Linked DNA regions of Gossypium hirsutum: region 2 is linked to region 1. A link is a contact called in public Hi-C data. All regions are on one chromosome and are shown on one strand. Each heading gives the region's core, a stretch centred on a gene start, on an enhancer-like site or on the middle of the called end of the contact. The rest is flanking DNA. Distances are from core to core; before and after follow the strand shown. Region 1 holds the start of LOC107929466 (two-component response regulator-like APRR5). Region 2 has its middle 12 kb from the start of LOC107929567.

Evidence for each region. A called contact is a pair of places that touch in the nucleus more often than the background predicts.
Region 2: a contact with region 1 is called in a Hi-C map of leaf, with 3 times the contacts expected there. The contact joins the enhancer-like site here to the promoter of LOC107929466 in region 1. A contact is called at or near these places in 8 of 34 Hi-C or Micro-C datasets (callus, leaf and petal).

The regions. Positions count from the first base shown.
Region 1 is chrA12:106,449,001-106,454,701 of Gossypium_hirsutum_v2.1, forward strand. It overlaps LOC107929466 (two-component response regulator-like APRR5), which reads right to left and starts at 3,472. Exons shown (of 8, transcript XM_016860896.2): 1 at 2,922-3,472; 2 at 2,564-2,725; 3 at 2,327-2,457; 4 at 2,131-2,241; 5 at 1,683-1,848; 6 at 1,281-1,587; 7 at 517-1,165; 8 at 1-428. The coding sequence starts at 3,168. The coding sequence ends at 288.
Region 2 is chrA12:106,490,485-106,496,185 of Gossypium_hirsutum_v2.1, forward strand. No RefSeq gene overlaps it. Among protein-coding and RNA genes, the nearest start is that of LOC107929567, 12 kb to the right of the region's middle. Within about 2 kb of position 2,662, at least 4 of the 9 cell types and tissues checked have an H3K27ac peak or open chromatin away from gene starts, as enhancers often do. A contact at or near this core is called in leaf, where this site is marked.

The sequences.
Region 1 (5,701 bases), core at 2,222-4,721:
GATACTCGTCTCGAGTTTGATCTCTGGCTCATACAATAACAAGGTTGAATGAACAACTCTACAAAAGTAAACAAATAGAGAATGTCCCAGAGAACCCTAATAAAAACCAGGGAAGCAAACTCTGTTAAGGGTGAACTCTAAGCTCAAAATGTGATTTTTACAAGTACATAGTAACCTACTGTGTTAATAACTACTAATGTAATTTTGAGTATAGATATGAACAAAAGAATCTTTAGTGTTTGGCTGAAATTGCAAGTGCGACCAATTCTAAAGATCCATTGTAAACTTCAATCCATGCACTTCTCTATGTTGTAACTAGCCATCGAGTGAATTGTCTGCGTAGGATGATCAACCTGTACTTGACGAACAAATTGGCCTTTTACTCTGGGTCGCTGCTCCGCAAGTTTCTTTCTGCTCTCGTATCGGACCTGTAAATTTGAAATATTAGCTGCTGCTTCTAAGTGGCTCGATCCATGTGTATGTGATCTTACAATGATGACAATGATAATGTTGTACCTTTTTCTCATAGCATCTATCCTTCCGCTTCAATCGAAACTTGGTTAGAGCTGCTTCTCGTTGGATAGAACGGTGTGAATTTCCAGCAGGCGCAGGAATATTGTCATCGTTCTTTCTTTCTGTAGAAGCTCGAACAATAACCTGATCAACATTGCTATAACTTGCACTACTGCTCCCATATGCAATACCATTAAGTTGACTAATGGATCCATTACAGAAGCTGCTGGTTCCACTTTGATTAACGGTAGGAGAAATATGACCTTTATCTTCGACGGAATCCAACATTTGATCCATCTGATTTGTTCCAGACGCAAGCCGGTCATAAAACTGTCTAGAGGAATTCATTTCGAGACTAGAATGATGAAATGGATTCACACCAAAGGTAGGTTCTTGTTGGTTGACTGAGCTTGGACATTCTCTCTGTTCCATGCATGATGTGGCTACTTCAGTGTGCCTCGATTGATCAGTAGCTCCTGCAGTCGAAGGAATCATGTTTCTTTGAGAGGTTACCATGGGACTAGGAGTAGCAGCATCATGTTCAGAAACAATATTGGACAATATCGTCTCGGAATTAGACCCAGATTCTTTTTTTTTATTACTGATACTTGTCAGTGTTGAATGCTGGGGCAGTGATAGTCTATTAGAGTACCTGTATTTATGATTAGCAACAAAAAGATGAAATTATCGGATTTAAGACGGCGCAAAAGAGAAAAACGACTCAATCCATTTGTTCTAAAGCACTTCAAAATACAACAGAAACCAACCTTGAAAAGGCTGATGAATTAGGATGCCAGAGGATAGGTCTTTCTCGAGTAACATTATCCTTGAAATCATTATTATTACATCTTCTCAAGGAAAGATCTAAGGGTGGAGAAGAATCAAACTTGCATGTGCTATTTATTGAAGAAAAATTGAAATTTCTGTTAAATGTTCCCATGAAATCAATAGCTTCTCTTGGTGAATCAGCAAGTGCATTACCAGCCTCAGCCGAAATATTCGTATTCGTTCTTTGACATTCCAGTTCAACACCCTTGTACGCAGTTGTCAGGTTGGGATCCTTGCAGTCATTGACTGCTTACAAATTTGATTGAGACATTTGTAAAAGGTTAGATGTTCTCCTACTGAGCAGAAAAGCAATGCCAAAACTCAAAAATATCTTGTCTTACCACTAGTTTTCGTCTCATGCATGAGCAGATTCTGATTTAAACCGTCATGAGCTTCATGCATCTGCGATCCACTTGGTTGCGATTTTCCCTTTATCAAGTGTGAAAATTCCTGGATAGTTTCCATGTCGGCACTCTCAGCCTCCATGTCCGGCTTTATACAAGAGCTCTGCAAGAGATAGTAATTATGCATTATTGTAAACTTCATGTACTCAATTTAAACTGAAAACAAAAACAAATTCCTTTCGACCATGAGTGACCTCTTCAATACACATAAATCTCTACTTGAATTCATGACAAGATAGCATATAAGCTTTAACACTCCACACACCAAAAATTCACCGCTATGGAAATAGTATATCATCTTAAATGGCACGGTTAAGTGTAAGACAAATCTTATATACAGGAAATTCACTGATCAATCAAACAACAAAGCTCAAATGGCACTGACCTGAGTATCACTTCCTTTATCAGTTTGTCTTGCAGCATCATTTTCAGAGGTAGCTTCAACCTGTTTGCGTCCAATGCTCTCATCCCCGGGGAAGTTTCCATCAATTATAGACTGATTCGAACAACAGATACAAAACAGGATCAGAACAAAAAAATTGGAAAACTATTACAAATAAAGTGAAAGAAGTAAAGCATACTGATTGTCTTCTCCACGCATGCTGCCATAAGTTTCTCAGTTCATTTCTCCTTACTGGCTTAACAAGGTAATCAGCAGCCCCTCTCAACATGCATTTGTATACTGTGCTTACTGAATCTTGTGAGGACATCACTGCAATATTTACGCAAAATGACAAAACAAGAAACTTGATTTAAGTTAGTTTGTTATGGACCCATAGTAGAAACTACTACCAAATTCGTATCTTTTTATATCATACTTATAACAGGGATGCTTTTACAAAGCTCATGCTCCATGATTAGTGTAAGAAGAGCAAATCCAGATATAGATGGCAAATCCACTTCTGCCAAAATGAGATCATAGTTATGGGGTTTTCCCTTCAGCATCTCCCATGCCTTCAACCCATCTGGAACTGCAGAAACTGCTCAAAAAGATGGGGGGAAATGCACCATTTTCAGTTCCAAATGTAGTATAAAACAATTCTAAAGAATTTCTTATTTGAAAACAGCTTAATTCCAAGATCAAATAACACCCTTTGCTGTGCTTTTAAAAAAAGGAGAAACAAATAGTAATAGTTCAGGGATAAAATTGAGGGGAAAAAAAGGATTTGCCCTAACCTTTATAATTGCATTTCTTGAGAAGAGCAGCTATAATTTGCCTGGTTGAATCATCAGCTTCGATCAACAAAACCCTTAAAGCCATCCACCTTTCCCATTTCACCACTTCACCATAGACACAACTTTCTTGCTGCTGCTTCCTTTTCTTCTTCTTTATCCCTTCAAATTCCCCACTTTCCATCTCTGTATCACTGTTACCTTTCACCTCCTTCACTTCCTCGCAACTCATCACCACAAAATCCCCCATAGTTTTTTTTTTTCTGCTTCTTTTTTTGTATACCACTAAAATCTATAACTTTTTTTTTTTACAACTCTGAACTTAGCAAAGCAAAGCAAAGAATCAAAAATCTGTCCAATTCCCAACTACTAAAATCAACATTAAAAAAATAATAATAATAATAATAATCTTAACTTTAATCGGACGGTATGAAACTGAATCAAGTATGCATCTAATTCTAATCCAACGGTGATAAATATCTGACCGGCGACCAAGGTGGAAAATATCTAAAAATCTATTTTGTGTGGCCTACGGAAAGCCATGGATTGTGGGGCTCATATTTTACAAAAAAGAAAAAAGAATGAATGAAAAATAAGGGGTCAAACATGGGCTTCGGCGTTTGGGGATATTTTTCTTGCGTGGGACCCACTGCTAAAAAATCTATTTCGAAGCAGATATTATTTCTGTGAATGCTTTTAAGGAGACATTCGATTTACTGGACAGTAACCCAACACGTGGGCGTGTTGCAGCGGAGCGCTTTTGTCTTCTTCTTTTTTTCAAATGTATAAACTGCACCATTAAGTCACCCAACTTTAACAAATATTCGATTTGGTCACTGAAAAAAGAAAATCTCAAATATAACACCATCCTTAGAAAGGTTTTTCGGTTTAATCACTCACCGTTTATTTGGTTAATGGCAGGATAAGTGTACATTCATTTTAGTCATTCGAATTGAGTTATTTGGAAATAGAAGCAGAAGGGACCTTTTGTCTTTGGTTTTTTTTAGAAAGCATAATAGTAATTTTAATCTTTAATTTTTACATTTTTTTATCATTTTGTTCTTATTTTTTAAGCTAATTTTGATTATTAATATTTTAAAAAAATTAAATTATTTTCTAAATAAAAATATTGACTAAAACATTCTTTTACGAACAACCTGCGTGATAATTCATATATACTTCATACTAATACAACACCATTTTTTTAAAATAATACATCAACAAATAATTTAAAATTTATAAATATATTCAGAAAAATAAATATATAAAAATTTCATAAAAATTCAAAATAATTTTTAACAAAGAGAAGAAATTTGTAACATCCCTAACCTGTCTCTGTAACTGGAACAGCCTGGACTATGTCACACGGCCATGTGACCCATGTTTTTCTATTTTTTAAATTTTTTTCAAAATTTTCTATTTTATTATAAATTAGTCCCTGATTGTTCCCAAGTTATTTTTAGGGCCCCGATGGCTTAATTAGTATTTTTACTATGATTATATTAAGTTGCATAATTTTTTTTTCCGTTTTGAAGTTAAATGTTTTAGTTTTGATTTGTATGGTAATACTTTGCAACCCTGATCGAGATAAATAATTTTTGTTCACTTATTTTGAAAAAATATTATTTTATATCCAACTATTTTAACACATTTGTCCTAAATGCACTTTTCCTCATATTATTACATTAATAATTAAACAAAGCATAAATAGTTAATTAATACAAAACAAACCATAATACATGTATTAAGGACCAAACCCACACATATGATTTATGTTTTAAAAAGGTAAAAATATATTAAAATCTTTAATTATACTTCTTCTTCTTCTTTTTTTGGAAAAGTATCATTGATTCTATTTGTTTTGTTAGGCCTGTTTTTTTTTTGTTTTTTTTTATTTCAAAGTAAATTTACACTCGAATTAATATTATTTGACTTGTTAAGTCAACTCAATCAACAAATTTAAAAATATATTTAAAAAATAAAAGAATATTTATAATTTCAAAAAATAAAAAATATGAAAATTTTCAATAATGAATTACTGGTTTTGGTTCATAGATGTTAAAAATTGAGGAATAAAATCATATTCCTTTCATCTTTATTTGATGGATGTGAAATGTCAAATTTGTTCCTAAGATATTTTGTTGTATTGTTGGTACGAATTTCAATTGTTATTTGTGTAGAAGGGATGGATGACAGAAATTTAACACTAAAATTGATGGGATCTGAGAATCAATATGCCATGCCATGATCAACAAAATGATCACCATCATATCATATCATAAATTGTAATTCTTGAAAATATGATGGGATGAGATACCAAAATGTGTGGCATTCTATATTCCCCTACTATTTCACATTGCCACCCAACCATTCTTATTTCTTTAAGCAACTGCTGCTCTTTTCTTCCAACCTTTTCCTTACTACGTGTCACTTCTACTACCTTTCAAATATATGGCAAATTCGTGTATAGCAAAGTTGCTCTTGATTTAATTGAGCGGCTGGGATTATCAAATTTAAAGCTAGAGATTTGTAATTGGATGGGGAAAAATTGACAAGATATTTTATGTGTCAAGAACAGTGAATATGATTGTTAATGCTATAATTAAATGGGTTATGGGCTGTACAACCAGATTTTATATTTTTGCTCAAAGGTTATGTTGCGAGATAAGTGTTAAGGAACAAAAATTTAATTTATTGATTGAACTTTGAAGTTTAACTTTTTACATTGTAACAAAAAAGATAATATCTAAACGTAACTTTAGTTAAAATAATAAAATTGAATT
Region 2 (5,701 bases), core at 1,412-3,911, 41 kb after region 1:
CAGCAGCAGTAACGTGACTTTGGAAAATCACCATAAATTGTGAGAGATGAGTTAGAAGGTGAATAAATTATGTAATTAAAGCTTAATGAGTCTAGTTTCAAATTAAATAAACTAGAATATATTTTGAATTCTGTACAATGAGAAATTTGATTTGTAATGAAGAGTGGTCAGATTAGTCAAACAGTGAAACATGGGAAACTTTAAGAAAAATCCGGTATTGATTGGCCATACCAAAAATTCTGAAAATTTTATGGATAGAAGATATATGAGTCTATTTTCAGGGAAAATTAACGGCACTTGATTTGGAGTTTCATAGCTCCAGTTATAAATGATTTAGTGACTGTTGCTCAGGAAGACAGCTTGCAGTGAAATTATGATTATGTGGTAAACATTGACAAAAATTTGTTAATGAGTTGCTTATTGATTTCTTATAAGCTTATTATGATCTGTAGGTGTGGTTGGCCGAATATCGTAAAGGGTTAATACGTAGTTTGTATTTGAATAGTTAGATTAACGTGTTAGTAATCCAATTGTAGGCGGTTCGTGTGTGGATCTCGTCAGTATGTCGTCGCAAACAGGTGTGTAACTAACACCCTATTTCTTAGTCTAGATCGGCAAAAGTCGAAAAGCCGAAATGCCAAAAACCGGTATTTTGTAGATTTGCGAGTGTGCGAATGCTCGTGAGGTAAATCGATTAATGTTTTTGGTAAGCTGCAATGTTTGGACTGCAAAGTGCATGATTTCTGTGCCCTCGATATTTTTGAGCTTAACATGACGTTAAGGTGTGGCAATGGCGGTGTGCATGTCTAAGATTGGATCCGAAGGGAGCTTGGTACTTAAGTAGTCCGATAACTCACCTCCTCTTTTCCGGTTTCCTACCTGGTGCACAGCTTCCATTCACTTTAACCTATAATGAAATTATCTTTTAAAACACTAAGTAGGTTTTTCTGGATCAACAATATAAAATGTTTTGAACGCTTTGATGTGGCATGTCGGATCCGGCCATAACGTCTGGGCCGGGTTTGGGATGCTACATTTTTTATAGGTAAATACTAAAAATAGTTATCCAATTGTGCCGTTCATAGTTATCCAATTGTGCCGTTCATCCTATTTTGTTCATCTAATTATTATTATTTATTTAGTCACTAAATTTTTTGAAATTAAATATTTTAGTCACTCTAAATTTACCGGAGCTTTTTTAAATTAATCTAATAACAAAATTAGCACTTTAATGTTTACGTATTCTATCAATTTGATCATAAATATAAAAAAATTAATAAATTTAACCTCTCAACATTTACAAAATATATTAATTTAATCTTAACTCTGAAAATTTTAACAATATTTAAAAAATAATTTTTATCCATTTATAACCCATTAGTTAACCCGTGTGGGTTATTAAAATAAAAAAAAAGTATTCACTTTTAAGTCAATTGTAAAAAAATTCTAAAAAGTCAAGATAAACCAAAGAAAGAAAAAGATCTAAAAGAAAATAAAAGCATTAAAAACATTATAAGTTCGGGTAGTAATGCAGTCAATTATTCCAAATAAGTTCCAAATCAATTGGTTTGATCTAGTGTGAAGCCTAAATTATACTTTAAAAGGTTAGGATAAAACACAAAGATTTAAGATCCAAAAAATAATAAAGGCATTAAAAACGTTATTTGTCCGGATAGTAATGTAGCCAATTATTCCAAATAATGTCTAAATTAATTTGTTTGATCCAATGTGAAGTCTAAATTATAGTAAAAGAAAGTGTTGCAAGCGACTTGAAAGAAGATATTTTTAAAATTTTTAAAGTTAGGACTAAATTGATAGGTGTTGCAAATGTTGAGGGCCAAATTTATTGATTTTTTAGAATTAGAACTAAAATGACAAATTTTATAAATATCGAGGGCTAAATTTGTTGAATTTTTTATATTTAAGATCAATTTGATAGAATGTATAAACATTAGATGGTTAATTGTGTTACTAGATTAATAGAAAAAGCCCACATAAGTCCAGAGTGACTAAAATATTTAATTTCGAAAAAATTATGACTAAATGAAATGCATTTAATGAAATACAAACTTGAGTGACTATTTTTATATTTTACCATAAGAAATAATTTTCAGCATGTCCACATCATCATTTAGAAGATAATTTAATGGATGAATTAATTTACACGTTTTGAAATGAATAAATATTAATTTATCTATTTTTTTAGTAAAGAGCCAGAAATACAATCTACTCCTTCTCTAATAATTTTATGGAAATCAAATTATATTTTTTTTAACAATTAAACATAAATGATATTTTTTAACTTCACTTATACAATTAAAAAAAAATATCGATCAATAAATGAAACAAATTTTTTGACCATTAATCTTATTATAGGTTCTTATTATCTATTTTTGGTATAATGCCTAGTACTATTTATAGTCCCTTAAATAAAAAGATAATGTGTTTTAACACACTTAAATCCGTATTTTTTATACTGAATTATATATGAAACAATTTTATATATAATGGTATGTGTATATATATAAAAAGAGGAATATGGTACAAGCATATTGATGCTTGAGAGAGATGGGAAGGCAAATTAAAGAGGGTTGGATGCAGACAGCTGGAAGAGGTTGTCCCCACATCACATGCAATTTGCAATAAAAACAAGAAAAGCCAAACACCTCCCTCTATCGAAACGTCATATGAAAAAATATAAAATCTCAACCATAATAGATATGTTATCAACATACCCTCCTAAAATTAAAACTAAAATACTTCTTTTCAATAAAAAAAAACTTTGTTCCCCCCAAAAATATAATAGATGAAAACACACGAATACCTTGAAATTTAATTATTAATAATTTCAAATATTTCAAATATGATTATACATTCACAAATTACATAAAAAAATTATTTTTTAGTGTGTTTTGATACAATGCTTAGAATTATATTTTAGTGTACTAAAACTCACATATTCTTACATTGTTAATAATATTGATGTCAATTGAGCGAACACCCAATCGTCTCCTCTTATATATATATATCTATATATAGAGTTTCATTACAAAAAATAAAATAAAATAATAAAACACGAATTTCCTGAGTTGCAAACAAAGACAAGTTGTACATGTTGATTCAATTTCTGGAATCAAAGGCTTGCAGTACTTTTATTACACATTTACCATCTTTCTATTTTGTCCTTCTCGATATTCAATTTGTCCCTCAAATCAGACAAAAGGGCAGTGGTAGGTGTTTGTTAATGAAGTGGTGGTGGTACCACTGCCACTAAAACTTGTAACCAAAACCCAGTTCCATGGGGGGATCGGATCATGGATGATGATGATCCTTTGAATGAAACAAGTGCAACCACCCTACTCTGTCTTGTCACTTCGCTTCCTGCCCTAACCCAAGCATCCCCGTTTTCCCCCAATCTCTTGTTATGTAGTAATTCCAACCTGACTTTTTTTTTTCTTTTTGCATTCTGTCCTACCCTCATTTAAACCATACACATACACACACTTTAATGTACTGGTTTCTTAATTTGGATTAGCTAATGGGTTTCACATTAGGTGAGTAAAAATGAGTGTAAATCGATTTAATTTAGATTAGCTAATGGGTTTCACACTAGTTTCGACTATACCAGTTGGTGTAAAAAAAATCATAGTAATCATTTTTTTTCTTGTATTGATGAAAATTCTTATAAGCTTCATGAACATAGGTTTATCTATATGTTCTTATGGAACTATCATCGTATTGTGAGTGATAATCTTATTGTTTAAAGTATGAAATGCTCTCCCTTTTTTCTTTGTTTATTTTGAATTTATTGAATGATAAATTTTTATTTAAAAATTATTTCATTTCATATTTATAATTATTATATATATTAAATAATTTTTAAAAAATATATAAGGTTCAAAATTTTATATTAAAAAAAACAATACTAATACGTATGGATTTTAATTAAAAAAATATTTAGTGGTGTGATATTAATTATTTTATAAATTTATAAAAATGAACTAAATCGAAATGTTGAATCCAACACCCTAAGAAAATGAAAAAGTTGACCGTAGAAATACAATGGCAAGTTAAAAGATAAGAAAATAAAGGGTGGCGGGAGACATGTTTCTCCACCAAGGAACAATGGAATAAGGAGGGTATGGTATGGACCTCCCTCCCATTTGGGCATTGGGGTTATATTTGCTTTTGATTCAACATAAATTTCTATAATGCTACCACCGCCAAGGAAACCAAAACCAAATTGCTATAATGCTCTTTCCCTTTTTAAACTCAAAGCTAAGCTATTATTACTTGTATTTTGTTTTTAGTTTTATACTAAAATATAGTAAAGTTGTACCATTTTTAAAAGTAGCAATATAATAAATAAATAAATAAGATTATGGTATTTCAGGATTGGGGGAGCCATGTGAATGGGACATGGGTCTTTAACTCTAATATCCCTTAAAAGGGGACCACATGGGCCTACAAAAGATTTCAACAATCTCTCCATCAGAATATTATCTTTGGGACTTTCTGGTTTTGGTGTTTTATTATTTTATTTCCCCTCTCTCTTTTCTTTTGTACCATGTGGGACTTTTTTCTTTCAATTTTTTAAAATTGTCAAAACTTTTTTTTATTGCTTATTTATTTATTAGGATTACACCCACTTAATAAATCGTTAATAAATTTATATTTTGATCACTCAATTTCAAAATCTTCTTCATAATTTAGTGGTGTTGGTATAATTTACTCATTATTTATTTTTTAAATTTGCATATGCTTTTGTATAAGTGCTTAATTATGAATTTCATTTTTTGTTTTTCAAAATTTATTTTAGTAAATTGATTTTTATTGCTAAGTTGTTAATTTTCATATTAATAATTTAACAGTAGTACTCAGATAGTTGTTCAATTCCATATGGTACAAATTAAAGTAAAAAACGTGTAAGTTTTCAAAAAGGAACAAGTGGAAATTGGGTCAGGCTAGAGGCCCAAAGCCTTTCATAAAGCAACAAAAGAATGCTTGATTGCTTATGCTTTTTTTTTTGCCCTTATTTATGAAATTTTCCAAAAATAAAGCCCATAATAATTAAACATATTTGGATGGGGCTCTGCCATATTATACCCAGACTCATATAGGATCCAAAAGTAGTATAGTACATGTAACATGGCCATGCAGTTAGAAATAGGACCTGAGACACGCCAACTGACTATGAGCCCCATTTCTGAGTAATAAATATGTGGCTACCAAATACCGAAAGACCTCAGTCTAAATACCACACTTTCTTATGTAGAGAAATGCTAATGGCTTGGATGGTAAGTAAAATAATATATGGCGCATTGGCATCTAATCTATAAATCATAGTTGTAACCCTCGATGAGGGGTGTAGTGGCACCTCTAATTAGGTTAAATGATAAGCATGAACAGTGTAAATTAGACATAAAACCTAGGTTTTAGCTTTTACTGCAAACTTAAAGATGCTAAGGAGGCCGTTGAACTAAAAACGCAGCTGGTAGGGAGGTTATATGTGCATTCGGGCTGAATGTATGTCCTGGATATATGCTTTCACCATTTGAGACATAGTATCATATATAGTTAAAAATTAAACACAGCTTTTAAATATGATTACTGTTCTTAATGAAGCATTTATTTACTGTAGTAAAGGCAATTGAAAGTTAACTACGCTACTAAAAGATGCAGCAAATCACAGACAGACTGA